Linked DNA regions of Mus musculus: region 1 is linked to region 2. Evidence: chromatin contacts called from public promoter capture Hi-C data. All regions are on one chromosome and are shown on one strand. The core of a region is the stretch at or near the end of the contact, and the rest is flanking DNA. Distances in the headings are between cores, read along the strand shown. Region 1 holds the start of Utp15 (UTP15 small subunit processome component). Region 2 holds the start of Wdr41 (WD repeat domain 41).

The links. Promoter capture Hi-C pulls out the DNA fragments that hold promoters and counts their contacts.
Region 1: a contact with region 2 is called in a promoter capture Hi-C map of pre-B cells, with 2.7 times the contacts expected there. The contact joins the promoter of Utp15 here to the promoter of Wdr41 in region 2. A contact is called at or near these places in 2 of 39 promoter capture datasets (liver and pre-B cells) and 1 of 484 Hi-C or Micro-C datasets (CD4 T cells).

What each region holds. Positions count from the first base shown.
Region 1 is chr13:98,261,285-98,265,945 of GRCm38.p6, reverse strand. Utp15 (UTP15 small subunit processome component) reads left to right here and starts at 2,954. Exons shown (of 13, transcript NM_178918.3): 1 at 2,954-3,071. Ankra2 (ankyrin repeat, family A (RFXANK-like), 2) reads right to left here and starts at 2,870. Exons shown (of 8, transcript NM_001271388.1): 1 at 2,470-2,870.
Region 2 is chr13:94,974,198-94,978,811 of GRCm38.p6, reverse strand. It overlaps Wdr41 (WD repeat domain 41), which reads right to left and starts at 2,468. Exons shown (of 14, transcript NM_172590.3): 1 at 2,223-2,468; 2 at 227-342. The coding sequence starts at 2,273. Gm41024 (a long non-coding RNA gene) reads right to left here and starts at 215. Exons shown (of 2, transcript XR_873814.1): 1 at 1-215.

The DNA.
Region 1 (4,661 bases), core at 1,705-4,204, 3.3 Mb before region 2:
GACAGAGTGTCCTGTGTAAAAAGGGATGCACACCGGGTGTGGTGGTGCACGCCTTTAATCCCAGCACTCGGGAGGCAGAGGCAGGCGGATTTCTGAGTTCGAGGCCAGCCTGGTCTACAGAGTGAGTTCCAGGACAGCCAGGGCTACACAGAGAAACCCTGTCTCAAAAACCAAAAAACAGACAAAAAGGATGCTGCCGCTTATGTACAGGGTCCTGGGAAAGGATGCAGGGAACACAGCACACCTCCAACACTGTCAAAACACATTTCAGTTAGTTTCTCCCCTTCTATAGTTGACTAGTGCCAAATATTTAAAGATCAGGCTACCAAAGAAAATAAACTTTTATGCTAAGACAGTAGGCCATTATTTGAGATTAATTTTTTTTGTTTTAAAAGTGAATCTCACCATTGCACGGTGAGATTTATTTTTTTAAATGCCATTTCTGTAAGTCTTCTCAATTTGAGCTGAGGTATAACCAACTTGTAGCCAGGTTGACCAGCACTGTTTTCTATCATACCCATGATTCAGACAGTGAAGCACTTTACAGACTTGTTTTAAAAATGAGCTATTACACTTATCTATTTTGTTCGCATGTATATGGGCACACATGGGCCACAGCATGCATGTAGAGGAGGATACATTTCAGGATCTGGGGTTTCCCATCTATTATGTGTGTCTCAGGAACTGAACTCAAGTCATCAGGCTGGGCAGCAAGTGGCTTTACCCACTGAGGCACCTCCCTGGCCCTACAAAATGTATTTTGTTAAGAATTAAAAGTATATTTATCAGTGTTTGTTCAGAGAAAGCATAAGCAACTTGTTGTAAGTTTTGATGAGAAATATGTAGATTATGGATTGGTGTCACAGGATATGTGACAGTCCCAAATACACAGTCACTTGAAAAAGGAAGAACTGAAGATCCAGTGAATTTTTGTTTTGACAGCATATTGCCCCTTTGGACACCTTGAAAGGGAACTGAGTGTGTGATGATCAGAACTGCCTGGAATTAGGAGAGAAACGAATCAGTAATGTATGACCACTGCAGCACTTTAAAACCATTTCAAAAGACTGATCCTGTTGAGTATGGTGGAGCACTAGAGAGCAGGAGAAATAGTCCTCCCCAGAAAGGAGCCCAGCAACTGGTCATGCAATACTAAGTAGTCATGCCCTGAAAACATACACACAAGAAACATTACACAAGCCAGGTGTGAGGGGCACACACCTTTAAGCTCTGCACTTGGAAGGCAGAGGCAGGCACATCTCTGGGAGTTTGAGGTCAGCCTGGTCTACACAGTAAGTTCTAGGACAGTTAGAGCTACTTAATAGAGAGACTTTATCTCAAAAACTTCTTTTTAAAAACCACTGGTCCTTATCACGGCCTTCTGAGTAGAATGGGTGAGTAACATTCATCTCAGTGGAAAAAGAAAGCTCCTGAATCCGGAGAAACATATGTTGCTCTATCAACTCCATCACTGAGGTCAGTAAGTAAGCAGCAATACAAGAATACAAAACTTCCAGGAGAGACATGAAGACACTACAGTCACACAAAGTATCACATAACAAAGTTGCTACATTTTGTCAGAAGGCCACAGGAACAGAAAGTTAGTTTATAGCACTCAATGGGAACTGTTTCTAAGGAAAGAACAATTTCTTCTAGGCACGTGTGGGTTGAGCCGCAACTCCACCCCCTCTCCTCCCCAGTTCTCCCAGGGGATGTCCAGTGCTATTCTCTTGAAAACTTCCTTTCAAGCTCCCATTAAAGGGGGAAAAAACTGCCAGATGGAGATCTTTTTTCTTTTGACACGAGGTCTTACTTATTTTGTAGCCTCGACTCTGACTCCGGAGTGCTGGGATTAAAGGTGTGTACCACCTCCCTCACCTGGTTTAAGATCACTCTTAGGAGCCACCGCACACAAAACCTACCTAGTGCCTCATATTTTCTGATCTTAATTTGGACAATTTTTTTTTTTACAGTTTCTTTCCCATATTTTCTAATTGGGTCTGATAATTTATTTTCAACACCAACTAATTCGATGTGCTAGACATGCAAATCACGAGTTTCCCGAGACTCAATCCTTCCTAAAATGGGGTTAAAATAGTCACCTCTTTGCGGACCCCTATAGAACAATAGGTTTCAATAGACGGAATTACCAGTCTTTGACCAGAGAACAGGAAAGGAAAAGGGAACGGTTATCTAGACTGGATTACAGAGATAAGCAAAGACTGTTGATTCGCCAAGACTTGAAGCACAAGGGAGGGAAAAAACGAAATGACAGAGATGGTGAGAAAGAGTTAAGAAAGAAAGGGTGGGTAGGCTCGCCAGCCAGACGCCTGGGAAGGGAGAGTATAATGCAAGCAGGGGGCACAGTCCCCAATGGAAGCTAATCACAGAGGCTTCGGGTTCTTCCTAATTCTTGAAATTGTCCTACAGTGGGGGCAAAGGTGCTATAAAAAACGAAAGGCGTCTCACGGGCGACAGGTGTCCGGGCGGGCGTTCCCGCTCTACGGCCGCGGGGTGACACCCGCTCCCGCTCCGACGCGGCGAGCGGATCCGGGGACAGGGGCCGGTCAGGCGGGTGGTACACGCGCCCTGAGCTCAGCGGGAGAGCGGCTCTGGCCTGGCCTAGCCAGATCGGTCCCGAGCCCCGGGCCTGCTTCGGGCCCAGACGTCACTTCCTATCTTTTATCTCCTCTGGAAAAAGCCCAGAGCGTTCGGTGAAGGCGAGACGACTCCCAGGGATCGCTTCTTGTTTCCCTAGCGCCCCGTAGCCCATCCTCTCGGAGAACCATGGATCGCCTCAGTTCCGGGTCATTGGAGAGCGGCCCGGGGCCCCGCCCAGGGCCCCGCCCACCAGGGCGCTTTCTTGTAGTTCTTTGGGTCGTAAACCTTCTGCGCCTGCGCTGCACGTCATCTTCCCGCGACGCGCCTCTGCGCCTCCGCGTTTCCGGCTCCTGGACTGTCCGCGTGATTTTGAGCGAGTGCTGCAGAGCGGTATGCTGTAGGGAGCTGGCGAAGTCTGGGGAGTCGTCCTGGGGATCGGTGCCTCGGTGGACCCTCGGGGCCCCGCGGAGGTAGGCGATGGCGGCTCCCGGTGGCGGCCCAGGCTCTGCTCAGTCCTCACTGTGATCTCTGACATCCTGGACGTCTGTTCTGGGGCTTCCCCCGGAGATCACTGAACTTATCTGCCTCCGCGATTTAATTTTGACCCAGGCTTTGCTCCTCTGTAGTCGCTCTCCTAGCCACCTCTGTCAGTCCCTGGAGCAATCTCTTCTCCAAGGCCAAGGACAGAATTCTGTTTTAGTGATTTGAGGATGGCTGGGTATTCGTCCCTCTCTGCACCTCCGCTCTGCTTCTTTTGTGCCCATCGTGCCACATTATGCTTAGAGACCCCGCTGAAATGACATTATGTCCAGGTAGAATTAAACATCTCCCTCTTACATGTTCTCAGTACCCTTCAGGGTTTATTTGATCACACCTTGTGTCGTAATGCCTGTTATTCCGTGAATCCCAGTTTCTTAGGTCCTGACTTGGTCCAGTGATTTTCCTAACATTCGTTTTCATAGCATCTCATTGCTTGTTCTGTCTTCCCTTGCACGTCCCCGCCAATGCTGTTCTTCATTTGTGTAACTTAGCAAGCCAGCGCTACTTCTCACTTCTTTCCTCGAAAACCTTTCATTTCTTGAAAAATAGACTTAGGAGGTACTATTCCTGGGACAGATCTATTCCGGTGCCTGTTTTTATCTAGTGAGCCAATAATGGTTTTTGCAGATAAACATACTGTCTTATGTACAGTGATTTGGCTTGAAACTAAATGAAATAGGCCTTGACCTCAAAGAATTGTATTTCCTTTCAACAACAACAAATGCGTTTGTGAGTACTAGTGAAAAAATTTCTTGCCATGTCATTAACTATAGAATATCTTCTGCTTTGTCGGTTGGTTGGCCAGACCTAAAATATTTACCATCTGGCCCTTGATAGTGTTTGAGAACACCTGTTGGAAGGCAGAGAGGGATTTCTGAGGGACAGAATGACTTCCTGTGCTGACCTTAAATAGGAAGTACGTAGTGAAAGGGCATTCCTGGTATGTTAAAGCAAAAGTGAGTGTGAAGTGAATGAACCTTGGTTTGCTCTGCTTCATCAAAATAGCAATTAGAATAAGTTAAACTGATTGCTTTGGTGCTGCTGATGTCGGCTGTGCAGGCTTTTCAGAGTGGACAGAGAGTATCGTCGATATAATCGTCCATCTGATACTCCCGACTGTCTTCAGTTGAATGCTTCTCGTGTTAAGAACTTAGATTCTTCTTCTCCTTCTTTTTTTCTTCTTCTGTCACTTTTAAGTTTCCTCTGTTTAGGTTTTCTTTCCTACAGTTTGAACCTTTCACGTTTAATTTTATGTCTGATGCCAGCACATTATCTCTAATTTCATCTTAAGCCTCTACACTTAAAGATTAACTTTGTTTTCCTTGCTTCTTTTGTCTTTTAGGAAGTCAGGTCAGTCTGTTGTGTTTCTAGTTCTGTATTCTTTCCTTTGACAAGAAAGTGAATGTTCCAGCCCTGCATGCTTTTCTGGTTTCAACTACTGGAAGGCTAAGTCTTATTTACTCTCAAGCATTGCCGCCTGCTCTGGGAGGTTTAAGGACATACATATGCAGCATATATGT
Region 2 (4,614 bases), core at 1,219-3,718:
CCAGACTCTGACAAGGTGACATGGATTTCAAAGGATTTAAACATGTTACCATCAGGGTTCAAAGTCCATTCCAACTGAATATTAAATGCTACAATTTTCAGTTGGTTATATTTCAGGATTCTGAAAGTTTTTACAAAAGATAATTTAAGTTTGAAGTTGTTTTAAACATAAAATGCTCTAAATCGTCTTTGTCAGCATTGACCACTGGGCAGAGTAAGCCTCTTACCTGAAGTCATCGAGCCTCACCAGGAAGCGGACAATGTCGCGATGAGCCTCCAGTACCAGCAGTTCAGTATAGGGGTTCTGACCTTGGTCCTCTCCTATTGTCTGCAAAGCAGCTTTCTTGTAATGAAAAAAAAAAAAACCCACAAAACACAAAACATAAGCATAAAATGATTTTAACTGCACAGTATCCATGCAAGAACAAAAGCTTTTAGAAGCCACAAGATATTATGTTCTAATGCTAATACATACCAGTTCTACATGGAAGTATTTCTCTTATCAAAACCTTTGGTGTTTTCAAACCACAATAAACTTGTAAAGAGTAAACTTTATTTTGTTGAGTCTCAATAAACCCGACTTTAAAACTACTGGGCCAATCAACTCAACTGTTGTTTCTCAATCAAAGTTTGTTAGGACCAAGGAGCTAGCTCAGCAGGTAAAGGCACTTGTCACTAAGTCTGATGACCTGAGCTCCGTCCCGGGGACCCTCATGATGGAAGGAAAGGAACTGACCCCTACAAGCTATCATGTACATTCTCTCTCACACACATTCACATACTCTCTCACACATACACGCATACTTACACACATGCAAACACAATGCTTTCAGACAGACATATGCAAACACAGATGCATACACTCAAACATTCAACATGTGCACTCCCACACAGAAACACACGCATAAACACACATAAACACACACACACACACGCTTTGTTAGAAACAAAGCTGCAGACTAAATGAATCAAATACAGACAAACGCAGCCCACTGCAAGCACTCAGATGTCTGCTTTAATGATTAAATGTAGTAGTGAAAGCAGACTCATGTGTCCTCTGGGCGACAAGACTGGGGGACAGGTCCTGCATGCAGAGTCCTCCAGAAGGCAGCACAGCAGCCTGTGCTAACGACACACACCTCGTAACTTAACTCTACAGGGGAAGTCTCAATTGGCCCCCTTTCTGGAGGCAAATTCAGTACAATTTCACCATAAGAAGCTTTGTTCTTAACCAAGGTTTCTTAAGTCTGACAAGCGAGTTTGGACTACGTTAAGTTTCTGTTCCTGAGACCTCTCCTGGGTGTTAGGATAGACAGCAGCATCCTTCTTCTATACACAGTGCCCCCATCACACCTACCCATGGCCAACAGTAGACACTGTACTATCCTCTGGGGACAAGATTACCCCAGGACTGAGAATCACTTAGACTGGAAGGCTGACTGTAATTCATAAGTAATGTTCTCTCATTCATTAGGAAAAATCACCAGCTCTTATAGTGTACATATTCAAGGCAGTTACACAATTGAAGTACTTTTGTGTGGAAAAGAAAACGTAAGATCCAGCATGCTATCCCATGGTGATGGTTTTGCATTTATCTGGTCTCTTTTCTAGCTGTCACTCAATTATGTGAGAGTTTTACCAGGTATGACAGAACTGAATAAAATAGTGTATTCACTAAATAAGCAAATAGTCAAATATATGTTATGTGTCCATTCAATAATCCACAATTCTTCCATAACCCTAAGGACTTCAAATTATATAAAATAAGTGATTTAAAAAAATCACGTGTCAATGTCAAAGCTATGAGGAAGTTAAAACTGCCAAGTTTGCAATAATCCAAACTGTAAAATGCTTCCTATAAGGAAGGAAGTGTAACACAAATTGTTGTGTGGCACATGAAGTAAATTTCAGATGTCAACATTTTTAAGGTGACAAAATTATTTTTTCAATGTGACGATGAGACCATACATGTACTAAATAAACAGAAATCATTTTCTCACTTAGCTTCTCGGAAAGCAACTAGTTAAATTTACGTTCCTTAAGCAAATTCGAGTCCCGGCTGAGAAGACTTATCGGTTCAAATAAATCAAGAGTGGCAGTCACTCCTGCTGGTTTGTAGTTAAGTCCCAGTTTCTTAGCAGAGGCCAGGTGGCCCTGAGCAGCCGCTTCCGGCGCTCGCCGCAGGCCCCGCCCCGGCCCCGCCCCCGGGCCCCCGCGCATTACCTCGGCTAGGCCCTGCGGCTCGCGGCCTCCTCCGATCAGCCAGCGCAGCATCGGGCCGGGGCGTCCGCGGCCCACGGAGCGAGGGCCGCCGCGGCGCAGGTGCTGGGGCTGCGGCCGAGTGAGCCTGGGGCGAGGCAGCGGGAAAACAGAAGTCTCGTTGGGGCGCCCGCACTGAAGGCCGCGACGGCGGAGGCGGAGGTTCCGCGTCCCCAGTGAGCACGCGCGTGGGCGCCGCGCGGTTGGCGCAAGAGCTCAGGTCGCTCGGGCGCCCCCTAGTGGGCGTGCGCTGCGGCCATGTCGCCGCAGGACCAGCGCTTGTCTAAATCCTGTGTAGCTACGGCGCCCCTTAAACACACTAGCAAGTCTCCTGGTTTCCCAACAGCCAGATGGAGAGGGTGTGCCTGCAGTAGACTTCTGCTCCTGGACGAATCTAGTGGCGTTCTTGTACACCAAGCAGCCAACATTGTGTGCCACAGAATAAGGACTGTACCAAACCCTAACGCCTCCCTTTTTACAGACCAAGAAACTGACCCGCTTAAAGATTAAGTAATGTGTCTAAAGATAAAAGCCAGCAGGTGGCCATGATGGAATTAAGACTTGCTCGGTAAACTTCAAAACCGGTTCTTACACATTGCCTGGACTGTCTTCCAAAGCAGGAAGTATAAAGCGAAGGAATCCGTTCCCTGGCTGTGCTGCTGAAACATGGAGCGACATTTCTAGCTCCAAACATTCTATGTCAGCCTCTAAATTTTCTTAATAGTTACACGACTGGTTATACAACCTGGCTTCGTATCAAAAATTACCTGGACACTTTTGAAAATGTAGACTAGGAAAAGCAATCTCTAGTTGGCACATAGAAATCAAAGTTTGAGGGGACTAATATCCAATATATATATAAAAAACCCAAGAAGGTAGACTCCAGAAAATCAAATAACCCCATTAAAAATGGGGCTCAAAGCTAAACAAAGAATTCTCATCTGAGGAATACCGAATGGCTGAGAAGCACCTGAAAAAAATGTTCAACATCCTTAATCATCAGGGAAATGCAAATCAAAACAACCCTGAGATTCCACCTCTCAACAGTCAGAATGGCTAAGATCAGGTGACAGCAGATGCTGGTGAGGATGTGGAGAAAGAGGAACACTCCTCCATTGTTGGTGGGATTGCAAGCTTGTACAACCACTCTGGAAATCAGTCTGGCAGTTCCTCAGAAAATTGGACATGGTACTATCGGAGGATCCCACAGTACCTCTCCTGGCCATATATCCAGAAGATGTTCCAACTAGTAAGAAAGATACATGCTCCACTATGTTCATAGCAGCCTTATTTATAATAGCCAGAAGCTGGAAAGAACCCAGATGCCCCTCAACAGAGGAATGGATACAAAAAATGTGGTACATTTACACAATGGAGTACTACTCAGCTATTAAAAAGAATGAATTTATGAAATTCCTAGGCAAATGGATGGATCTGGAGGGCATTATCCTGAGTGAAGTAACTCAATCACAAAAGAACTCAAATGATATGTACTCACTGATAAGTGGATCTTAGCCTAGAAACTTAGAATACCCAAGATATAAGTTACAATTTGCAAAACACATGAAACTCAAGAACAATGAAGACCAAAGTGTGGACACTTTGCCCCTTCTTAGAATTGGGAACAAAATACCCATGGAAGGAGTTACAGAGACACAGTTTGGAGCTGAGACGAAAGGATGGACCATCTAGAGACTGCCATATCCAGGGATCCATCCCAAAATCAGCCTCCAAACGCTGACACCATTTCATACACTAGCAAGATTTTGCTGAAAGGACCCAGATAGAGCTGTCTCTTGTGTGACTATGCCAGGGCCTAGCAAACACAGAAGTGGATGCTCAGGGTCAGCTATTGGATGGAGCACAGGGCCCCCAATGGAGGAGCTAGAGAAAGTAACCAAGGAGCTAAAGGGATCTGCAACCCTATAGGTTGATCAACAATATGAACTACCCAGTACCCCCCAGAGCTCCTGTCTCTAGCTGCATATGTAGCAGAAGATGGCCTAGTCGGCCATCAGTGGAAAGAGAGGCCCATTGGTCGTGCAAACTTTATCTGTCTCAGTACAGGGGAAGGCCAGGGCCAAGAAGTGGGAGTGGGTGGGTGGGGGAGTGGATGGGGGAGCATGTGGGGGACTTTTGGGATAGCATTGGAAATGTAAATGAAATAAATACCTAATTAAAAAAAAAAAGAAATCAAAGTTTGGAGTGCGTTCATTGGAGTAGCAAGACCTGAGAATTACTGTTCTAACATTGTAAATTACAAATGTATTTGTAAAAGTTCTCACGTGTGCTTGTATATGTATTTATTAGGCTCAAAGGAGGCTACCTGCAGGGATGTCCCATCCAGTGAATCAAT